Linked DNA regions of Gossypium hirsutum: region 1 is linked to region 2. Evidence: chromatin contacts called from public Hi-C data. All regions are on one chromosome and are shown on one strand. The core of a region is the stretch at or near the end of the contact, and the rest is flanking DNA. Distances in the headings are between cores, read along the strand shown. Region 1 holds the start of LOC107936325 (peroxiredoxin-2F, mitochondrial). Region 2 holds the start of LOC107936319 (protein PHR1-LIKE 3).

What was found. Hi-C and Micro-C count contacts between places; a contact is called where the count stands out from the background.
Region 1: a contact with region 2 is called in a Hi-C map of leaf, with 2.0 times the contacts expected there. The contact joins the promoter of LOC107936325 here to the promoter of LOC107936319 in region 2. A contact is called at or near these places in 4 of 34 Hi-C or Micro-C datasets (callus and leaf).

Annotation. Positions count from the first base shown.
Region 1 is chrA10:68,938,843-68,943,647 of Gossypium_hirsutum_v2.1, forward strand. It overlaps LOC107936325 (peroxiredoxin-2F, mitochondrial), which reads left to right and starts at 2,368. Exons shown (of 5, transcript XM_016869024.2): 1 at 2,368-2,765; 2 at 2,843-2,872; 3 at 3,562-3,720; 4 at 4,105-4,199; 5 at 4,437-4,760. The coding sequence starts at 2,559. The coding sequence ends at 4,542.
Region 2 is chrA10:68,652,273-68,656,807 of Gossypium_hirsutum_v2.1, forward strand. LOC107936319 (protein PHR1-LIKE 3) reads left to right here and starts at 2,840. Exons shown (of 6, transcript XM_016869018.2): 1 at 2,840-3,285. The coding sequence starts at 3,096.

The DNA.
Region 1 (4,805 bases), core at 1,118-3,617, 290 kb after region 2:
AGACCGTGCCAAGGCATGGCAATGGTGAGTTCATAAGGCAAGGATACCATGTAAGATCATGTCAAGACATGGCAATGGTAAGTTTAAAAAGGAAAGGTACCCATGTATCCTAAGTATTCCAAGTGGTTCAAAGGGAAATTTAAAGAGTGTACCAAAGGAAAGGTAAGATAAGTACATGTTTGAGAGGTTTAGGTAAGAATTCAAAACTTATGCATATTGAGTTTAAAGGTTATAGTGATTTTGATAAGATAAGAAAGAGATAATTCATTTAGAATGTTGTTGTTTATTTACATGCAAACTTACTAAGCTTTATGCTTTCTCCCTTTATTTTTTCTCTTTTTCATAGTATCGCAAAGCCAACTCGAAAAATCGTAAAGACGTTAGAGATCGCCTCACACTATCAATGAGTTATCTCAGTATTTTGTGACTAGAAATACTTTTAAGTTATGGCATGTATAGGGACTTGGCTATTTTATGTGTATGTCCTTATGATATAATTAAGGAATGGCATGTGATTACTTGGTAATGATTAGCTTATGATATAGCTAAATAAGAACTTGTTTTGGTATTATGTATGCTTAAATGAGGTTTGATGCAAAGAAATTATGAAAGAGTAAGAGTTGGCCATGGAACAGTTAGGAAACATAGCAGTGACGTGACTTTGAAAAATCAATAAAAATTGTAGAAATGGAATTAAATAGTGAATAAGATATAGAATTAAATCTTATTGAGTCTATTTTCGTAGGAAAGAAACAGAGCAAGCAAAGGAAATCTATATTCTGAGATATTTAAATTTTTGTAAGACTGGTTTAGAGTGACTTTGTGATCCCCTATTCCAAATTTGAAAACTCACTAGAAATTTTATAAAAATAATTATAAGTCATATTTTATAGGTATAGATTCCTTACTGAGTCTATTTTAATTAGAAACAAACGTAAATGTTATCCAAATTCTGTATAATGAGATAATTGAGTTTTAGTGAAGAGAGGTCAGGTTTGCTGAACTGCGAAACAGGGGAACATTTAATGAATAAACTGTACTAATTGGCCAAATAAAAAATTCTGGAAAAACTATGGTAAGAAGTCATATGAGTCTAGTTTCAGGAAAAATTTACATATTTAAATTTAAAGTTTTGTAACTCGAGTTATAATTAATTTAGTGACTATCATGCAGGTGGATAGTTTTATTATGAATAGTGAAATAAATTGTTTTGATTTGTGTAAATAATCGGAAAATTTTTTTTACGCCCCGAACAAGTAAGATTAGTCTGGTAACGCCTCATGCTCGACTCCGGCGACGGTCTCAGGTAAAGGGTGTTACAGTACTATTGGATCTATGAGATCTCAACTATGAATAAAGACTTTCCCCCCTCATTTTTAGTCACTCAATTGTAATCCTTCAAAGTAATAGAATACTTTTAAGAGCATTTATTCAAACACTTGATGTGTACTATTTTTGTTATGGTTTTTCTATTCATTCGTGGCTTCTTCTCTTTCGAGTTTGCTGGCGCTTTGCTTCGTTGCCTTAAAGAATTTCTACGAAAATTCTCATTTTTCGAGAGTAAAATTAAGTTAGGTGGATTTGAAGCAAAAATAATTTAATTTTTATCAACTAATAATCAATAGCTAACAGAATGAGTATCCTTATAATATGCATTGTTAGTTCCTCTTCGAATATATGAATAGATGACACTAATAGGAAAAAATATTATAATTTAATATTAAAGAAAGGTTTTTTTTAATATATTAAGTTGACACAAATAAAAAATCAATTTAATAATACATCCAAACACATCTTGATTTATTCTTATATTTGATTAATTATTAGTTAAGCTAATTGATATACTTAGTAATGTAAGGAGGAGAAAATCATTTTTAAAATTGAAGGCTGACCAACAGTGTTCAATTACAAAAGTAAAGTTGACAATCATGTTAATCAATTTGTACATGTTAAAAACAAATGAGCTGGAAGAATAAAATGAATATTTTTATGTAATTAGCTTCCATTCTATCTAATTACTAAATAAAACAAAGATAATTATATCTTTTTATATTATCTTATTATTTTTAATAATATTGCTTAGGAGTTTTGACATTTCTTTTTATGAAATAATATGTTTGAATTAAATTACTATTTCTGTAATTTTTAAATAATAGTATATTCATTCTAATTATCATTTTTTGAAAATTTAATTTGTCAATTATCATGTTTTAATCTCTTAATTATATTATTTTTGAAAACTTTAAAATATAAATTAATTTAATAAAATTTAATTATTAAATACAATAGTAAAGATAAAAAAGTAGTTTAAAAATATATTAGACATTCCAAATATCAATATATTTAAAAAAAAAAACATTTTTCTGTAGACCAATAACGTAAAGGACTTGTTTTTGCTGTGAATACCAAAACTTAGTCCAAAAATGGTTAAAGCCAGTTAGGCCCGCCCAACACATTTGTTCCACCAACAAGATTCCCAAAACCTGTGAAAGAAACAATCGGAAGCAAAGCAGAGACTGAGACAAAGAATCCCATACCAACAGCTGCATCCTGAGCCAATGGCGTCAACAATTCTAAGGCGAGCAACCTCATCCGTTATCAAGTCAAGTCTTCTAACGGAAGCGTCAAGGAGAAGCTATGCCTCGGTTGCTGTGGGGACTGACATTCTGTCTGCCGCATCCCAAGTTAGTCTCCAGAAAGCTCGAAGCTGGGATGAAGGCGTTACCTCCAATTTCTCCACTACTTCTGTCAATGACATCTTCAAGGTTTCGTTGTATAGTTTCTCTTTCAATATTATTTAATTCAGTATGTATTAATTTTGTTTTAGAATTTTTCATTTCAGGGCAAGAAAGTTGTCATCTTTGGACTACCTGTAAGTCTCTCTCTCCCCCCCCCCCAATTTCACCTGCTCTATATATGTGGAAATTGAGAGATGGAATTTGATTTTGCGAGATTGTGTTTGGAAAATCTGAGCTTAAATTTGTATATTAACGAATTCTGGAGGATTGCTCCGTATATGAGGTACTATATGCATGATTTAGATATCTATGATGTGACGATTCTTAGTTCTTGTAATGCTGAAATTGGCAGTGGAGTAAGTAGTTTATGTTAAAGAGAATGGAACTTTTCAAAGCTTTTCCGATGTGGTAGATTTTACTAAATAGTTTAATAAAAAGCAATTTAGCAGTATCTAAAGAAGAATGTAGATGTATCCTTGCATTTGGTTCACTTGCTATGTTACCCGGAATTGGAAGTGTCAGATACGAAAGTATGTGCCAAACACGAGTATACCCCAATTTTCTTTTTAAGCGTTTTCATATATTTGGATGATTGTAATCCGATATTTATGCCCAAATATGTGTCTGGCATAGGCGTCCAAAACAGAAAAGTCTAGGTAACATAGGGTGCATGATTTTCGTATTTCAAAGAACCGGGTTTAGGAAAGAAGAAGAACAAAAGAAAGTGGAGTGTGGACCTATCAGTTTGCTATTTCTGATGTTATTATTTAGAATGGAAATTTGATGAAACTTGGATTTACATTGTATTTGGGATTGTGTATAGGGAGCATACACAGGTGTTTGTTCACAACAGCATGTGCCTAGTTACAAGAAGAACATCGATAAGTTCAAGGCTAAAAGAATTGATTCAGTCATTTGTGTTGCCATTAATGATCCTTATGTTATGAATGCCTGGGCAGACAAACTGCAAGCCAAAGATGTGGTAAGTCATTCCATGTTAATGATGTGTAGTGTTACTTGTGCATTGTACGAATTCTTTCTTATGCTGTCTTGTTGATTGTTGACGAGTTTAATATTATTGTTTTGCAATTTGGATTTATCATTGTTCTCATATTCCTAATTATTACGTATGGTTCAGTGGAGATGTAGTGATTAGGAAGATAGAAAGTCTGTCGCATCATTATTTTTTTATCTGAGGGCCTGTAATCACTTTGAAAGATCTTTGGCATTTGTAAAAATTTAAACTGAGATTAATACAATCTGAACTCGAAGCTATTTGTTCTGTTTTTGTTTTTCCCTTCCCTTTTCTCTATTGAAGTGCATTATTTTTTTATCCATCTCTTAATCATCTAAAATCTCTTTATAGATTGAATTTTATGGGGACTTTGATGGGAGCTTCCACAAGAGCCTGGAATTGGGAAAAGATCTCTCTGCTGCTTTGCTTGGGCCTCGCTCTGAAAGGTACTTCTAGAACTATGCATTTGTTATCAGAATTTCATATAGATCGAAGAAACGCCTTTGACATTCATCTCTGATCCTCATATAAACTTGAGAGGTCTTGGACCAATTTAATCTACGAATCTGTCCCAGCCGGTGCCTTGTTTTAGAATTTGCTTGTTTTACATATTCTTGAAGACAACGAACGATGCTCTATGCAAGGAAACAAATAATGGTAAGATTATGGTTGGTTTTGTGTAGATGGTCAGCCTACGTGGTCGATGGAAAGGTGAAAGCTCTGAATGTGGAGGGTGCGCCATCTGACTTCAAGGTTTCTGGTGCCGAGGTTATTTTGGAGCAGATATAAAGAGGGTATGGTATCTTTTGTTTATTCCACTCCCAAGAGGTACGGGGGCTCTTTGAGGTAGGAAAATAAAATGGTTAAGAGCACTTAATAAGTGTGTAGGTTTAAAACCTATGTTGTTACTGCTTTAAGTTTTCAATGTTTACTGCTTAGAGAACAAAGTAACCGCACATTGTATGAAAACCTTATGAATTTGGTGAAGAGAGGTCTCCTATTATCTATGTGATGCAAATTGCTGATATCATATTTTTTAATTCAGGTGAAAA
Region 2 (4,535 bases), core at 1,590-4,089:
AGAAACGAAAAACAAAATTCTCATCAAAAGATAGAATATAATAATAAATATTTTAGATTCTCCTAATATGATCCTATTTTATCTCATGGTAACCATTACATCTTCCTTCATGAAAAGTCAATTAATAACAAATAGTAATTAAGTAATTTATCTCTAAGACAAATGATCCTGGCCACATTACTTTTCATCTATCATGTAATGCCGATGAGAGGATATCATTTACCTTTTATTGGGCTATGGATTCCACTGTTATGGAATAATGCTACATCATGTAGAAATCGTAAACCCAACATGCGAACTTTTAGTTCTATCTATTTTGAACTCAAGATTTGATTTACATCAAAGTATCTGAGTCACACATGCATAGTCCATCATCTACTCAGAATTAAGGTATGCCAAGCTATGAATGCCACAAGTGAATAAATTTATAAACGAGTCTAGCGTTTATTCTACTTGGGTCCTATTCGATGTACTGTCAATCAAATCAGTCACATCTATGTCTCTATATTCTAGGAGTCATCTGCTCCGGTACCCAAGATGAGATATCTGCTGATTTGGACTTGATAGACAACATATCGATCTTTCCATCGATTTTCTCAATTCTGATTAGACTAAGGACATGTTTAGATTGTCTACTAATATAAGTTATCTTCTCGTATTACGATCTGAACATGAAATGCCGCTTAATATTAGTTTAAATATTAAATAATCAATGAGCTAATATTTGCTTTCATTTTGTTTTACATGCAAAAAACGTTGAGGACATTATACAAAATATATTAATGATAATGATGAATTTTTTAAAATCAATTTCTTTGAAAAATAACAAGTACATAGACAAAATCATTACACTAAGGGCACTAGATCCTAAAATGTAAAAGAAAAAATTTGTGGGAAGCTATTTATATCTTGTGACCTAGATGTGATCAATAACGTGTTTGTTCTTGGCAGGCTAGGTGCAACTGAATGTGAAGTACTCAAGCTAACTTATGTTGTCTCTATTGTCGATAAGTGAACTTAAAGAAAAAAGGATTGGTAGCTAAGTTACTTTGCTCAAGGATTGGTTGCACCCAACTAGTGAAAGAGGCTAAAGGAATCTTAAGAGTAGACATATTGCGCAGAGAGATTAGCAACTAAAGTTGATCTAGCGATTCCGTTGGTTACTGTGCTAGGTGGATCTCTTATATCAAGATTACAATGGGTGAATGTTCGGCGATTAACTGCATTAGGGGTCGTGGCTCTAGATTTTGGGTTTTTGCAATGGTTAGGCTGGGTTGTTTAGTGGGAGAATCTATAGTTTTTTTTTATTGGATTCCCACAAAAGACATCAATTTATTATGGTTTATTTACAAAAAAAATGGTTTAAATGGGTTAAATTGATATTTCAAATTATTTGCAAAGTAGAAAACAAGTTAGAGCACACCAGAGTTTGTACTTCAAAGTACCCTCTGATACTCAAGTCAGCAAAGATTTGAAGGGAAAAGGAAAGAATGGTACAAAATAAATTATAATCATACCAAATCAACTCCATAGTCATGGTATTTATAGATCTCCGTGGGGTTGCCCAAAGTTGTCCAAACTGTGTTAGGATTTAAATATTGCACCTTAATTTCTCTGTACTTTTAGGGGCATTCGCCCATGCTTTATTTTGTTGAGCAACCGAGTTGGTCGAGTTTCTTGTAAAAGCATCTTCTGTTAATCTAGAAGAATAAGGAGGGTGCCACATGTGTAATCATTTTAAGTTTGTCGGGATGAAATTTCGTGTTAAGGCTCTTAGGTCTGTTCCAATATTGTTTGGGCGGAATTATTGCTTTGGATTTTCATACTTCGAGCCAGCTAGCTCATTTTGTTGAGCAAATATTGTGTTTCAGGTTATAAGCTTTGGATTTTATTGAATTGTAAAGTTTTTTTAGACAGATATATATAAGATTTTATATATGTAATATGTAAACATAAAATATTAAAATAGTGTTATGTTGTACAGTGTTAATAATTTGTTAAATTGAATAAAATTAGAATTCTATGTATATAATTATATAAAATTAAAATTGTATAATATTATATATTAAATTAAAATGTATGTAATTTTAAATTTTATTTCAAATGTTAGTTTTGAAATTCAAAGTGAGCTAACCGTACCAACCAATAATGCAAGTATAGAAATATGCAATCAACTTTAAAAAAAAAACTGCCAATTAGTTGATTAACTTGAATAGCTTACTTCAAAATTAATTTAAAAATCTAATTAGGTATTAAACTGTTCTAAAATCTCAAGCAACTTCATATTTATGTCAATTCAGCCTCAAAAGTCTTAATCAAAACTTAGCCCTATATTTGTCATTTTCACAAAAACCTCAAGCAAAATTTTCATTTAATATAGATAATTTCTACTTTTTCATTTTTTATTTTAACAATTTTTTTAAAATTTAAAAATTTCACCAATAATGTATTAAATATTTTATTTTTTATTATTTTAAACTTAAGGTGTTTGAAATTATGTTTTGCAGGATTGAAATATGAGATGTGGTTTTCAAATTTAAAATTTATATTTTCACTTTAACTAGAATAGGGTGTTACCATTTTTCTCTTTATAGAACCATTTCAATCAACCATTTGTCGGTAATAATGGAATAGAGAGACCTACAAAATCTGTACATATCATTTTTGAAAGAAAATCAAGGTTGTACCCATCGCTACAACTGTTTGCTCTGTTAAAAGTTGCCAAGTGATATAAATTAATTAAATTTATTTAATTTAAATTCAACAGATTAAGTGAATCCAAAAACAATAATAAATTATTTAATTAAAAGAGATGGATGGGAGAGAGAGAGAGAGAGAGAGAGAGATGAAAGCGAAAGAACAAAGACAAGGACACAATACATCGCTGTCTTAACCTCTGCATGCCTCAATATTCACTCACTCCCCTTTTCTCTCTCTCTCTCTCTTCTCATCTTCTTCTCCTTCCTCTTCCTCTCTCCATCTAACTTTGGGCCTCCGTACCCGAACTGGAGACCCGGACAAAGAGCTCCACTCTTTCACCCCCCATTCATTTTTCCACTGCATTTTTTCTATCTGGGAACAAGGTTCCAGAAGAAATGTACTCGGCTATTCCGTCGTTACCATTAGATGGAAGGGTGGGAGATTATCAAGGCTCGCTTGATGGTACAAACTTGCCTGGTGATGCTTGTTTGGTCTTAACAACCGATCCTAAGCCCCGACTCCGATGGACCGCCGAGCTCCATGAACGTTTCGTCGATGCTGTTACTCAACTTGGCGGCCCTGACAGTCAGTTTTTTTCCCCTTTATAGCTTCTCTTTGCTTTTGCTTTCAACTTTAAAAATGTGATTCCCCAACCCCCCTCCCCTTTTTCTTAAGCATTTGGATTTATATCATTTTATTTTATATAATGTGTTATATATTAATGAGCGTTTAGGATTTTGGAACACTTTTAGTACTTGGCGGGTTCATGCGATGAGATTTGGTCATATCGGGATCTTTTAGATTGATAGCTGAATTTTTTTTTTTGGGTTGGTTTCTTTGTTTTAGTCTTGCTTTTGAGATTTGGGCTTCTTTTTTTTCCAATTATTATTTTGGTAATTCTAGTTTTTATCTACTCATGAATCCCTCAGTTCATAAAATTTATATTTTTTTTCCCTATTTGGATGAAGAAGATATGTTGTTAGGGTGTTCTTCATATCAGCTATGACTTAATATTAATAAGCAGCCACAATATCACTGCAATGGTTTAGAATCATGACCTCCATTAACATCATTTCAAAATGAATCATGACTGTCTAGGAACTTTACCTTATTGCTATTGGCTGTTTCTTTCTTCATCATATCTGCCAATCCTATATTTTTGACCTCTTGCTAATATTTTTACACAACTTACATTTGCATATAAACACATAGATACTGTCTAGTTGATTCATTAAGCCTAGTTTTGGTCAAATTCGGTAGCCCACCATATGTTGTTTGTGTACTTCTGTTATGATAAAATACAACCAAAAAGACAAAACCTTGTTTTGGGGCCATTGAGTTCAATAATTTGGTCAGCAACTTAGCTTGCTTTTGTTGGAAGACAAACTAGTGTAAGTATGGTACTTTGTCTTGGCCTGGGAAGAATATTCTTGGTTTTAGTGTTTTTCTTTTTCGTGTAAAAACTCTGCCTAATGATTAAGTTACGGGGCTTGTGCAGCAAGTTTTTTTATGGTGTTTAAGCATAGCTTGTAAGATGCTGCGGTGTTATTTCCTTCTTTTTGGAAGACGCAATGTTCGGTTTAGATGCAATGCTTGGACTTGTCTCTTTAAATGAATAGTTCAATTTTTGGTGTCTAAATTGGATTTCTGAGGATATTGCTCAAGAAATCTATATGCTTGAAATTGCAATAATGATGCTTTTGGAAAACTGAAATCCCATTGGTATGCGAGGTCAAAAGATTTGGGGAACCACCATAAAAAATAGTTGATTTTGTGAGTGATTTTCAGATAAGATGGTAGCAGGTAAAAGTACAATTGAGGTCCTTATACTAGGA